2 separate regions of the Gossypium hirsutum genome follow, and region 2 is linked to region 1. The links are chromatin contacts, called in public Hi-C maps. All regions are on one chromosome and are shown on one strand. The core of a region is the stretch at or near the end of the contact, and the rest is flanking DNA. Distances in the headings are between cores, read along the strand shown. Region 1 holds the start of LOC107954697 (bifunctional aspartate aminotransferase and glutamate/aspartate-prephenate aminotransferase). Region 2 has its middle 150 kb from the start of LOC107898405.

The links. A called contact is a pair of places that touch in the nucleus more often than the background predicts.
Region 2: a contact with region 1 is called in a Hi-C map of leaf, with 2.9 times the contacts expected there. The contact joins the enhancer-like site here to the promoter of LOC107954697 in region 1. A contact is called at or near these places in 2 of 34 Hi-C or Micro-C datasets (both in leaf).

The regions. Positions count from the first base shown.
Region 1 is chrA11:41,512,230-41,515,093 of Gossypium_hirsutum_v2.1, reverse strand. LOC107954697 (bifunctional aspartate aminotransferase and glutamate/aspartate-prephenate aminotransferase) reads left to right here and starts at 1,303. Exons shown (of 10, transcript XM_016890332.2): 1 at 1,303-1,867; 2 at 2,559-2,793. The coding sequence starts at 1,734.
Region 2 is chrA11:41,668,148-41,670,993 of Gossypium_hirsutum_v2.1, reverse strand. No RefSeq gene overlaps it. Among protein-coding and RNA genes, the nearest start is that of LOC107898405, 150 kb to the left of the region's middle. Within about 2 kb of position 1,368, at least 2 of the 9 cell types and tissues checked have an H3K27ac peak or open chromatin away from gene starts, as enhancers often do. A contact at or near this core is called in leaf, where this site is marked.

The DNA.
Region 1 (2,864 bases), core at 54-2,553:
AATTTTTAAAAGATTAAATTAAATTTTTATTATTTTAGTTAATAAAATAAAATTTTACTATTACTAATTTAAAATTTTATAAATTATAAAGTATCTAAATAAAACATTATCATTTTAGAAGGTCATGACCTCCTAGATCTCCATTACGTTCCGCTACTGAATATAAATTAAACGCAACAAGAAATAAAAAGATAAATACTGGAATAAAATACAAATTAAGGAAAAAATGAGATATAACTAGTGTGATGGAAATACAGATATGTAAAGGATAAAATGAAAGAGTTTTCATTAACTTTATACAATAAAAGTGTGGTGGACAACAAAGCTGAAGAATATCAATTATAAAATGGATCGTGAGATGTGTAGAATTTTAATAGAGTAAGGGAAGAAGCAATCAATTGATTGCGTGTATGAAATTGGGGTGAAATTTTTCAATAAAGTTAATTAATGTGTGGGAGAAAAAGTAATATATATCTTATAAGGGTTTCCTGAAAAAGATACCACTTAGAAAAGTTGATTGTACTAAAATTATAATTTCTGATGACTACCAGTATTAATGGAAATTTTAAGAAAATATATTGGAAACGTTTTTTTTTAAGCTATGATTAATAGTAATTAAAAATTGGTTTTGTGTCACTTGCCAAGCAAATAATTACTTTAAAATTTAAATTTTCTAAAAATGCAACATAATCTTACTATAGTCTATATATGTATATATATTAGATGTTATTACAAGTTAATTGGACATTATTTTATGATTGATAATAATATAATAATAAACAAATATAATGTATTTAGTATTTGAATAAATTATACAAATAGTTATCTAATTATAACTTTTTTAATCACTTAAGTAAAAAAAATTGTAATTTAAGCATCTACGTTGCATGATAGGAAGAAGAGGTGGAATGATTTTTATTATATTTAATATTAATATAAAATTTAAATTTAGTATTATATATTTTTAAAAATATTTATGTATTTTTATATGTTTCTTTGAAGTTTTTAGAATTAGAATCAAAATGAGAATATTTATAAATTTTAAAGGTTATTTTTTTTAAGTTATGACTAAATTACCAATATATAAAAAAATTAAAAGTTATATTTGTTATTATACTAATTTTTTAACTGCCATATTAACTTTTCGTTAAAATAAGTGACTAAAATATTTAAAAAATATAACATTAATATTTAAATTGTAAATTTTTTATTTTAGGTGCCCTAAAATGAATTTTTTTTTATAATTGACTGTATATATAGTTTGCGTGGTTCAGATTTCGTTTTATACCCAAACAAGTTTCTCAATTTATTATTAATTAATTTCAGTTTAAATCGTTTGAAAGGGGGTAGGTAAGGTACAAGGTGATAAGCGAGGAGAGATGGAGTTGTTGGCCAACCAGCATACCCGGAATTGGGTCAATTCCCGACTTCACTTCCACTGTTTGCTCCCACTAGCATCCTTCCACCTACCCATCTCTCTCCTTTCTCCTTTCATCGCCATCGATTGATGTAAATTTCAAGCCTTCAAATTCCACCTTATTACTTTAAACCAACCATACCTCACTTTCCAACATTAAGGGAGATAAAATAATAAACTATTAAGCCCACTTGTTCTCCCACCAACCCCCATCCCCTTATTTTTCCTGGACTAATTTTGAGTTTGTTTTTATTTATTTCACTGAGGAACCTCCTCCTCTTGCCCAAAATTTGTTTTCTCTTCAATCTTCGGACAAATGGCAGTTTCTCTTCATAACTCAACAGGAATTTCCGGTGTTGGCTTCGACTCAAAATTTTTGGGATCACATTCTGCTTCCAAGGCCTCCGTTTCCGTGTCTTTCCATTCCTCTATTACTAATCTTTCCTTAAAGTAAGTTCCTTTTTCCGGCATCTTAATGTTTCTAGCTTTTTTTTTTAAATTCTAGGGGGAGCAATATTGGGTTGTGATTGCATTTAACATATAATCTGTCTATTCAGTTCATTGAAGAAAATCCAGAAATTTGATTCTGGATCATCAGTTGAATCACTGATGCATTTGCAGATTTTACTTGACACTGCCTCAATGTTAGCTTCTTTGCTTCTTTTGCAGATTTTAGTTTATCCTTAGCAATCTGCAGAGACACTAATTTGTTGGTCAAATCAATTTTCGTTTATTCTGTTTTGATATCATCCGCTGTATAAGAGAACATGGAATATTGAAATAAAGAAACATATGTTATTAAATATTTTCTACGAGATTGCTATGGAAGTGGTTTCATGAGTATTGTCTTTTTTTTTTTTAATGGAAGTGTAAAGAGAAACATCTTTATTCTTAGTTTATTCCATTCCTTAAGCTGATTCATTGAAGTTGCAGAACCATTTTAATTTAAGAAACTTCCCTTTGTGGCACTATCTATAAACTTGAAGATTAAACAAGGAAAGCATTTTGTGCTGGCATTTTTTTGTTTGTGTGAGAATTAAAGAAAAGTTGTCTCAAAAGTCTTAATTATTTCCCAAAGGGAGAAGGGAGCACTGGATATATTAGAGAATTTCATTGTCTGGTTGTATATACTTCTTGGCAGATCTGTTGAGACTTCTAAACAACAGTCATATAGAATAACTGCAATGTCAAAGACAGAGAGTAGCAGCGACCAAGTGAAACTTGATATCTCTTTGAGCCCTAGAGTTAACTCTGTGAAGCCTTCAAAGACAGTGGCTATAACTGATCATGCAACTGCTCTTGCACAAGCTGGTGTCCCTGTTATTCGATTGGCTGCTGGAGAGCCTGATTTTGATACACCAGCCATCATAGCTGAGGTGCAATAATGTTTCTAGTCCATCTTGGATCCTTGTTTTCTCTGTTTTAAGTTTTGACATCTTTTAGTTTA
Region 2 (2,846 bases), core at 119-2,618, 160 kb before region 1:
CGGTATTCTAGTTAGTTTAAAAGTTTCTTTAACCTTATGTTTTTTATATATACTAATTTCTAATGTCAAATGAATTGTATTATGCGTTTATTTTTTTAATTAGTTTTTAATCAATTTATTTTTAATTATTATTAGCTTTAAATTTTTTATTTGAATTGTTGAACATAATTAAAATATAAAAATTCAAATATAATAATCAATTTTAAAATTATAATTAAAGTATTTGTACCATATTTAATGTGTACAATATAGTTTTATATCATGTAATTAATGCAAAGTAACATCATTCAAAATAAGACTAATAAATATAATTAAAATAATTAATTTATTTTTATAATTCAAATATAGTGCTAATAGAAAATTTTCTAATCATAATTAAAGTATTTTTACAAATTAAAAAAAAATGATATATCATAAACTAAACACTTTAATACTCAATATTCAAATTTTCTTTTCTTAATAATCAAGAAACTGACTTCGTAGATAATATATAATTAATATAAGTATAATATATTATGTTAGATTATATAAACATATTATTTATAAAATTTCACATTTGAGATATAAAGTTACTTACTGTATAAATAATTAAAATTTTTACTTAAAACTTAAATAATATATTTACTTTTTTTGTTAATGAAAACGTAACAATTTAAATACAAAGTAGTTCAATATAAAATTTAAATTTTTTATTTTTTATTATATAAATTCGTATTTTAATAGAACTAGAATTCTTACATATAAGTATGAAAAATATTTTATTAAGTAAATTTATTTTAAAAAAATATTTTAGTAAAATAAAAAATCTTATTTATAAATGTGATAAATCTTATAAATAATAAAATAAATTTAAAGTGACAATTCCAATAATATAATGAACAACAATTATTATATTAACCAATTGAAAAGTTTTTTTAAAGTCGTGCTGTTAATAGATTATAGATTATATATTATAGATATACAAAATTAATTTAAAAATATTTTTATTAATTAATTTGAATTTATACGAGATGAAGCTGAATTCAAAACTTTTCTTAATTTCGAATCTCAATCTAAATAAATAGACAAATCTAAAACAGACCCTCCATGCAATAATTAATGAAGAAGAAGACGGATGAATGATAAATATTTTGTGGTTTAATGAATAGTAGATCTAATTATCGGGAAAATACTAAATCATAAAATTAAACGTGCATCATATGTCAATGTTAAAAGGCTCAGAATCATCCATCCACGACCAATAATAATCATGCTGTTTGTTTACGATTGGTCTGCTCTCTTACTGAGGACCACTAGATTGCTGTGTGGTGATGTGAACACCATGGACATGAGTGGCCATTCTCAGCCCACCAAGTACAACAATGTTTAATTTCTGCAGGTTAACCTTAATATCCCTTTCCGGGGGCAACAACCTAAGCCGGTTTCTTGGACAATACGTAATGAGAGGTATTTTGTATTTAGTTCAGTTTTGCTTCCTTTTTGATTCATTTGTAAGGGTAGAAATTGAAGCCAATGTGGTCCAATTGGTTTGATAAAAGTGAATATAGATATCGCCTTCAAATCTATACGCTCCCGATTGTTTGATAGTCTTTAATCGAGAATCTATAATGAAAGCATAGCTTATGAGACAATTCGGCACTGAAATTTTATTGATGTGGGAGGTTAATTCAGTCATCTTATAAGGAAAGAAGAGGAAATCAAACAAGCAAGAAAAAAAAGTTAATTGAGTTTTAACTCGATTGGTATGAGTATTGTTGTCAATACAGAAGGACGTGGGTTCGAGTATGTTGAAGCGCATTATCTTTATATTTATGGGTTGAGGAGGGGTTATGAGTAGTTCTGGACATTGTATCAAAAAGAGTAGATATGATTAGAACCTATAATAATATTTTTTTAAAAAAATCAAGAAAGATTATTTAAATTTTATTTATAAATTACATTAAGTAATTGAAGGGTTTTTTTATTATTCAATTTTTATATATTTTTCAAGTTAAAAAAAATGAAGATATCAATATTTCATGTGGTTGAATCACTAAAAGTAAAGCTCATTAATTAAATATTAAGTAAAATGCATTTATGTAAGAGTTCATTTCTTTACGTTTTGAAAAAACCCATAACCAAAAACTCGTTGGATTAAATCTGAGAGAATTAACCGAGAGTTCATGTTGATATGGGATTTTAGTGGGCGGCATCCGTTAGGAAGTTTCTTTTTCACCACTTGCTACACTTTAGGCCTAAGTTTTTAAAGTTATATATTATGTAGAAATTTAAGAGATTAAATATTTATATATTCGTTTACTTTGAGTTTCTTTTATATAAAAAAGTTAATTTGAATAGTTAATTATTTTTTAGGAATTATATTTCGTTTAAAATTTATCAGTTAAGTGTCAATATAAAGAAGCCCTGACCTTTCAAATTAGAGACTCGAATATAGTTAGAAATTTTCTTGTTACTTTGGGTGAAGCAAATTTTTATTTGAGAGTTGAATGATTCTTTTCATGGAGTTTATTATTTCAAGTTCAATCTTAACATTTTTAATCATAAATTAATAAAGAGTTCAACGAGACAAATTATCCATCTCTCTTTTTAATCTATTTCTTTTTATTTTATTCCTTTTGAATTCCTTTTTGTTGTTTACTTTTCTAATAAAAAAATAAGGTAAACTACATCATTAGTTATTAAATTATGGTAATTTTTCGTTTTGATCAATTAATTAAAAAATTTACAATTTCATTACTGAATTATTTGAAAATTTTCATTTAAGCCATTGAACTATTCAAAATTTTTTATTTAAGTCACTAAGATATTAAGTGTTTTTTTTAAAAAAATGCTTTGCTAGCAAGCTC